Linked DNA regions of Gossypium hirsutum: region 2 is linked to region 1. Evidence: chromatin contacts called from public Hi-C data. All regions are on one chromosome and are shown on one strand. The core of a region is the stretch at or near the end of the contact, and the rest is flanking DNA. Distances in the headings are between cores, read along the strand shown.

The links. A called contact is a pair of places that touch in the nucleus more often than the background predicts.
Region 2: a contact with region 1 is called in a Hi-C map of leaf, with 2.2 times the contacts expected there. The contact joins the enhancer-like site here to the promoter of LOC107955669 in region 1. A contact is called at or near these places in 5 of 34 Hi-C or Micro-C datasets (callus, fibers and leaf).

The regions. Positions count from the first base shown.
Region 1 is chrA07:87,758,038-87,762,475 of Gossypium_hirsutum_v2.1, reverse strand. LOC107955669 reads left to right here and starts at 2,591. Exons shown (of 5, transcript XM_041116547.1): 1 at 2,591-2,985; 2 at 3,122-3,169.
Region 2 is chrA07:87,903,222-87,907,659 of Gossypium_hirsutum_v2.1, reverse strand. No RefSeq gene overlaps it. Among protein-coding and RNA genes, the nearest start is that of LOC121204265, 18 kb to the right of the region's middle. Within about 2 kb of position 1,814, at least 1 of the 9 cell types and tissues checked has an H3K27ac peak or open chromatin away from gene starts, as enhancers often do. A contact at or near this core is called in leaf, where this site is marked.

The sequences.
Region 1 (4,438 bases), core at 1,342-3,841:
AGCTCAAAAAGGTTAATTTTTCACCCCTAGCTAGATGGCAATATCAAGGAGGGGAGGTTTGCTCTTTTTTCCAATTTTCTTATATATTTCTTAAATCTAAACCAATCTCAGCACAAACTTTGATTTTTCACTAAAATCAAGCAGAGAATCAACTTTCAAACTTAGTTCCTCCATCCATTGCAACATTCAAAGTTAAGTTTTTATGGATTTTGAGGGGAAAAAATGGTTGCTAAAGAGAGAAAGGTCATGAAGGTAAAAATAATGTCTTTTTTAACTCTCATAGTTTGATATTTGAACTTAGATGTTATGAAAAAGCTTAGAAAAAAATATATTTATTAATTTTAGTTATATTTTTGTGTATATGGAAAAAATGAAGAACGTTGTTAAATAATGGGATTTTCTTGCTAATTAAGGATAGAATCAAGTTTATGGAGGTTTGATTATATGTGTTATTGCATCTTAAGTTAAGTACATCGGATACTCTTACTTATTTTATTTTAAAGTACTTTATGAATTTAGTAATATTTATGTGATAAGTATTTATAATATATATATATATATAAATATATACAAATTCCTTGGCTCAATGGTGTAGAAATTAGTTATTATTAAATTTTGCTAAAAATTTGAATGTGAGATGACATATTAATTAATGAGGTATAATGAGACTTTGGTTGCTTACAAGTATTAGTAAGCATATTTGGATATGTTGGAATTATGTTATTAATGTAAAAATGTGAATAATTGTCATTATGACTATGAATAGGACTTATTGGTTAATTCATAATTTTACTCGATAAAGTCAATACTATGTTAAAACATAAGATTTGTTACGTAAAAATTTAAAAATAATGGAAACGTGACTTTCCACTATTGGGAATTATTATACAAAATGGACTTGTGTATAAGGCTTAACGAAATGCGAAAATGTATATGTAAATGTAAAATACCTATGATGCCTACATGTGAAAGAAAAAGGATGAACATGCTCATAAGGCATTTATTAATATGGATTTGATCATAAGTTTGTTAAAGTGCATAAAGTGCCCTTATATGATATGTGTATATGTATTTGTTAATTATCTTGATGGATATATGTTATTTATAATTGCAATGTGCCTTATTAGACTTAGTAAAATGTTATGAAAGGTTGGTATGCCAATTAAGGTCTATAGCATGTTTGAAGTTTTGTTGGAGGTTTCACACTTATTTGCACTTTTTATCGCATTTGGGCATTGCACTTATGTGTATCTTGGTGTGGTGTAGTTTATGCTCTCATGAGCTCATTGGTGCAGTAGAGGGATGTGTTGCGCTATCTTACAGTTTAGCATATCGGTACTCATTGGTGTGGTGGAGGAGTCTCGTATATGCAAATAAATTTTACTAGAATTTAATATGGGCGAAAATGAATTAAAATATTGGTAATCAACTTTAAATGTGAATATTGATAACTAAAAGCAAAAAATAAGTGATGTGAACTAAAGGACTTTTAACTAAATGAGACAAAAAAGAAATAGTAACCGAATAGATGAGTTGAAAGAGAATTTAATATGAAAAATGTGCTTTAAGGATGTGTGGTTTAGTGAAGTTACCTTAAGTGATATTGGATAAATTAATGATCCGAGCATACCTTAGTAAAGGAAATGGTAAAGAAATATATAAGGTGTGAAGAATACGTACGAAAGCTTATGTATGCATGTATGAAAATGTTAGGAAGTTAAGGGATAAAGGATTTAAATATTGTATAAGTCATTCACGTAAATTTCATTATGTGATAAGTTGATGAATTATGGAAATGTAAGTTTAGCCCTATAAGTTGATTAATGTAAATGAATCCATTAGGGACACTAAAACGTAGCTTGAATGAATTGATACGACATAATTAAGAAGGGCCAACATTGACAAAGTATAAGATATATAGTTTAGCAAGCTCAAGCGTTAGTTGTTTAAACGTGAAGGTCTTGACAAGAAGCTTGTAATTTCGGCTTAGGAGCATCGCATCACCATTTGATGTTTTAAAGTCGTAATCGTTACTTGTATTTTGGCATCTACATAAAGGCTTAGACTATTATATGAATTTGTAAATATTTTAACTTGCAAAATTAAGTGTCCTTTGGATCCTATTTGAAAGCAAATGAAGTCATTGGTTCATAAATGAAATTATTCATGTTTGAGATTTGAAATTATGTTTAAATAAGACTCAAATGATTTTAAAATGTTTGGAATTTTTTTGATATCATATGTTGATGTTTGGGAAATGATTCAAAATAATTTTTTTTTAAATGTATTCAAGCTTTCAAAGTATTAAAAATCATTTTAAAGAAGTTTTATTAAGTCTTAAAATGGTGTTTTATTAAAAGAATTTTTTTTTTTGCTTAAACTAAGAAAGATGGATAGAAAAGATAATGTTTGTTCACTTTGCTAACGTGACATCCACGTGTGTGTTACATCAACAAAATGAACAAACATTAACAGCTTATTTGGTTGGCTGTAATGCTAAACCATTACAGCCTTATTCAGTGGCCCAACCCTATTCCATTGTTTGGTTGACTGAATAGGCTATTACATCCATATTCCTTACAGCCTTATTCAAGGCAAAATCACCGTTTACAATTCAACACTCCCCCAAGGGAATACCTATTCAGCGCGAAAATTGTTCAACTTTACCCTTCTCACATCTGAGCATTTTCTCCTTCTTTCGTTCTACCCTTCTCCTCTTTTCAGTCTGATTCCCATTTCATTCCACCCTTCTCCCTCTTTTCAGTCTGATTCCCATTTCGTTCCACCATTCTCCCTCTTTTTCACCTAATTCCATTAATTCTCAGTATCCTCAAGCTCCGGTTGAAATCAGGGTCAACCGTTTCAATTTCCTCTCAACAAAAACACAGCTTGAAATTCTAACTTCAGTGTGAGAGGAAAGGGCAAACGATCCAACACCCAGATGTTAAATCAGTGCTGAATCGAGTGAAGCAGTTCACCGGCAAGGTAATTTTGCTTTGTCTTAATTAAGACCCCCCTTTTCGTTAACTATCACAGATCTCCAAGAATACACTTTACTTAATCAAGCTATTCTCTATTAGCTCGTTTGTTTACAAATTGCATCTATTTTTCCTTTTTTCAGCCAACATTGGGGCAAATAGTTAGGCAAAAACTGAGTGAAGGTAGAAAGGTAATCTACATATACTCCTTAATACAATAAGCAAACGTTTGGTGTTTATTTTATTTGTGTCCATTGTTTTCTAGAAGAAAGATTCTTTTATATGTTATTAGATTTGGAAGGACAAAGATAGAAATGAGGATTTGTTCTTTTGCTTGTTCAAACTTTTATTGATTTGCTTTTTTTAGGATATTTTGCTCTGTTAACCATTCTCCTTTGTAATGATTCATAATTGATGCTCGGGGGGAAGGGGGAGGGGGGAAGAGAAAAAATGGTGAAAATTCAACTTCTAGAAGTCTTCCTACACCTTGAATGTGCACTCGAGACTTATATGACATGCCTTGGTTAACTGACAGGCATTACATTTTGTAGCCATAAAAAGCTGCTATATTAGTACTGAGGGAGAATCTGCTTAATTGGTTGTGCACAATTACTTTTTAGTCTTTACATAGGATACATGAGCCATTAAACACTGCTAATTAACTTCTCATATAAGTATTGGTAACTTCAACTAAACTTTTCCGGGAGCCGCATATAACTTTCTAGCTTGCTTGTACTAAAAATTACATATATAAAATACGTATTTTCCGTAAACTTTATCACTAAAAAAGTTGGACCAAGACTAAGAACTTCTCGTAAAGTCTTCGCATTCAGATGTCCATCATTGAATGCAATGATTGTAAAACCCTAAAAAAGAGAAGCAAGCAGCCCATAAAAATATTTAAGATGTAATGATAACCATGAATAATTTAGCTTTCATTTGAAAGAGAAAAATTCTACTCAAAGATCAGAGAAATCTAGAACTCTATTTTAGCACAAAACAGAAGTGAACATAGACAGATTCAAAGATCAAAGGAAGTGTGATAAAATATGCTAAAACAAGAAACAAGAATCAGGTAGTTTCCCATTTTTCTCTACAGATGGAAGAAGATAGATATTGACAGATGGGGCAGTTTGAAAGAACTATAGAATTAAATGAAAATTGAAATTTTGGACATTAGAAAAGTGGCTAGTATATGGCCTAAACTACCACCTAATAGAATAAACTAAATAAGCAGAGAAAACTACAAGTGCTAATAGCTCTTTCAGTTCCAAGTATTTCAGTACCTTGTCATTTCTCTAATGCATTTGTTCAGAAGGGATACTCTAGACTACATCAAAGGGAAAACAAAAATTTCCCCATTTTGGATGTTGCGGGTGAACAAACTATGTCGAGGGTAAATGTTCTTTTCTAGGGACCCATTTTGGTGCGCCAAAACTAATTTTGTTACGACTATATTG
Region 2 (4,438 bases), core at 565-3,064, 150 kb before region 1:
AGATAACCCTAGCTAGAATAAAGAGAAATGAGACGAAGAGAAGAGACAGCTCAGGAGGGATAGAAGATAGATAAGAACTTTCTCGAACCTTTGATGGAAATTTTATGCTCAGAGTCTCTTGAAAATTCTTAAAGTGATCAAGAACAATTTTACCTTACTTACGGACTTGCAAGGTCAAGAAAACTCGAATAATCATCAAAGAGTTTCGAGAATAGAAGAAAAGATATAAGAAGAATAAGCTCAGGAGAGATATTGCCATGGACTTCATAACATGAAATCTACTTTTCTTGAGCTAGGATGTTGATGACCTGGCGGACGAACTGCGATGGTCAGGTCCATGATCAAGGGTGGCAATGGGCGTCGTTGAGCCATTGATAGGAGCTTATGGCTCGGAAAGCCAATGAAGAAGGGTTAAGACTTTTTGGACTGGTCAGTAGAAAATGGATATGGAGGAAGTGGAAACAGTGCCATGAAAGATGAGAAAAAGCTCCTTAAACTTATCTATTTATATACAGTCTCAGTCTTGTGTGCCATAAGTTTATCAAAGTAATACGAAGGGATTTGGTTGATGTGTCGTTTTCTGTGCTTGTTTTGTTAGTAAATGCTTCCTTTTCTCTCTTCTTAATTTCTTTGAAATTAAAGAATGTTTTTTTACTTTAAAAAAATAAATGTTTTGCAACTTTTCAATTTTCAAACTTATATTAAATTAAAATATTATCGTTACAAGTTTTTTGACAGATATCGTTTAATGAGAAATGGTAGTAGAAAATAGAAATATTTTATACTTAATCTCCCTATTCCTACTTCCTTAGAAGCTTGGGTATTTTTCCATCTAGGTTTAATATCATGAGATTTTTTTTATAAAGCCATGTATCAAGACAAAGTGAGCAAATATATTGCTAAAATAGAGAATTAAAATCTAAGTAAATCTTGAGATACCCTTTGATCTTCTTATGAAAAGGAAAAGCTAGAAAAATCTTAAATTGAAATTTGATAGTGCATCCAAATTCATTTAATTTTTTTAGCAATAAATAAAAGTGAGTTTGGGATTTTAAATTATCACTTTTTCATAGAAATAATATAGGAATACTAATATTAAAAGTTAGATTGTATTTTATTTTCTTTATTCATGAAATTAAAAAATTATTTTTATACGTTAAAAAAAATAAATTGATCATTTTATTAAAAATTACATCCATTTCTATGTTAAAAATCATAAAGTGTACATAACATGTTACATATTACTATTTAATTATTCTACCAATCATATTAAATTTTAAAATAAATAAAAATTTTAACTAAAAAATTTAATTTATTATTTAATCTAATATGTAAAAATTAATTTAACCGTTTTAACTTTAATTATAAAAGATTAACGTTAGAACAAGGAATTTTATCTAACCCATAGATAGGGTTTTATTTTCTCAAAACCCATAGATAGGTTTACGTACCTACCAAACACTATAAAATATTTTTCTCCAATAGGGCAGAAAAGAAAAGGAAATAACAAAAAAACAAGACCGTAGGCCTAAGAGGGTTAGATACAAATGCCAAATGGGAGAGTAGCAGCAATGTACCACATAGTTTGACCATCCGTTTTGTCCCTCTCTTTGCACTTCCCAAACTCATATAAAGAAAAAAGCAATAGCAAAAGCTACTGTAATTCCCTAATTCCCATGTCTTATAGTATGTATGTATGTATTAACTGCGGCAGTCTCAGAACGGAGAGGTTTTTGCATTGTTAGGTCAATCTCAAATGGTCCCCCCCTCTTATTTATTATTTATACTACGTGCCACATGCCTTCTCTAATTACATTTAAGGGGCCACCCATGGCATTGGCAGTGCAGTACAGTGCATCGCAGTGCAGTGCAGAGCAGGGATATCTAAATCTTTAGTCAAAAAATATAATTCGGCCTCCATACATGCACTACAACTAATGCCATGGTCCAGCAGGAATGTCATGATTAGAACTACTAATTCTTTATTCAAATCCAAATCAGATCAGGACTTAAAAATTATTTTTATCAGTAAATAATGATTTGGATGTCTAAATAAAACCTCAAATAACAAATTTAAATATTTAAAAAATAATATTTATTTTTACCATGAATAATAAATGTGATATCCAAATACACAAAGGCGCATTGGATGGTGTGAGGAATGCCTTGAGTTTCTGAAATAAGCACGTCGTGGTTGTAATGGTTTTGCATGCATTTGATTGAGCTGAGACACAGAGAGAAAGGAGCAAAGCCACCTACCAACCCCATCTGAACCTATTTATGAATAGTCATCATTACCTTCCATTGCCTTCTCACCTCACTCATTTATTACTTTCTGCAAATGCCCCTTCACTTCACGTTCTTTTTATTTCACTATTACTATTTTTAAAATAAAAATTACATAATCCTTGAATTTACCTTCCTAAAAATCTTCAATTGGTTGATGGAAATTGTGAGATGGGGAAATCTTTCATTTTCAATCTGCAAAACAGCCCAGAAATTAGCAGAGCAGGCAAAGTGTCTCAAATAGCTAAAGACAGGCAACATGAACCCTTTTTTGTCATCAACAATTTGTATGCATCTTTATATAAATTGCTCCTATCTTATATTGGGAAATGAGATTTCACTCCTCACAATTCATTCAAACACCTAAGGTATTTGTATTCATCTTTTATTATGTTTTTCTATAATTAATATTCGTACATTATTTTAGATTTGTGGATATCTTGCAAATTGAGTATTAGCTTATTGTTAATACAAGAGGGCGTAGACTTAAGTGCGTTCAAATAAAGGTGAGTAAATTTTGATTTGATTCGAAAAACTTGATAAAAATTTTAAATTTTAAATTAAATAGTTCGAATTATTTAAGTTAATCAAGTTATTCGAATCAACTTGTTGGAATATTTTCAAATATTTATAGTGTTCCAATAACTATAAATGAATAGGTGTAATTAATCAAAAGATTATATTGTTTGATTTTTTGAAAAAGAATTATAACTATTTAAATAATTTTATTTGAATAATTATAATTAAATGAATAATTTTAAATACATTATTATTCAGAAAGACACCTATTGATGAAAGATGTCTCTATGAAGAGACATGAAAATTCCTATAAATAGGAATGAGATTTCATTTGGAAATCATACCATCGAACTCTAAGATTCTTTCTTTCCTTCCTTCGTTTTCTAATATTATTAGATTATTCTATAAAGTATTACTGCAGAAATTCTATATAGAAATTGAGTTACTTGTCATATATTGCTCAGTGTGTAGTGGACTATTCTCGTCAGTGCAAAACGCAAATAGTCATTGGCTTCATTGTATCCTCGAGGTTAATTTGCTTGGAACTCGTTTGCACACTGAAGATAGGTGGGGGCGAATATAACCTTAAAGATAGTGGCTTAATACACGCCTTAGAGCCTTGTCCTATTTCTTCTTTTATTCGAGTTCCGTTCGTCTGTTCGAGATTTTCCTCACCGAAGTTTTGTACTAACAATTTTAAGGTTATAATTCATGATGTCTACCACAACTCATGAAAGTGGAACACTAAGGGAGTTGGCTTCCAATTTTGTCAGACTTGATCGGTTTGATGGTGGCAATCTTCGATGATGGTAGAAAAAGATGCACTTCCTATTATCAACTTTGAAGATTGCTTATGTTTTGGATACTCCAAGACCTGACGAGACTGAAAACGAATCTGTTGCTGCAACCCGAGAAAGACAAAAATGGGACAATACTGATTACATGTGCATGGGCCACATATTGAATGGTTTATCTGATGGTTTGTCCGACACCTACCAAAACGAGGTCACCGCTAAAGAATTATGGGACAAATTGGAAACAAGATACATGATCGAGGATGTTGCAAGTAAGAAATTTCTTGTCAGTTGTTTCAATAATTATCAAATGGTTTATGGTCATTCTGTTATGGAACAATTCTGTGATATTGAAAAGATGCTGAATCAATTCAAGCAATATGATTTGAAAATAGATGAAATGATTGTTGTATCTTCTACAATAGACAAACTTCCTCCATCTTGGAAAGACTTTAAAAAAAGTCTAAAATATAAGAAAGAGGAAATATCTCTTGAGGCTTTGGCAAATCATCTTCGTATTAAAGAAGAATATCGAAAGCAAGATCAGAATCTAAATTCTGAAAACGCCAAAGTGCATGTTACGGAGGAAGTACAGACTACTAAACCATTCAAGAGAAAGTTCAAACAGACTGATAGAGCACCTAAGTTCAAAAAGAAACAAAAGGGCTCATGCTATCATTGTGGTAAGCCGGGAAATTTCAAGAATGAATGTCGATTTTTAAAGAAGAAATCATCTTCTAAGGCTGATAATAACGAAAAGTTCGTTGCAATGATATCTGAAATTAATATGGCTCAAGATGATAATACATAGTGGATTGATACCGGAGCAACCAAACATC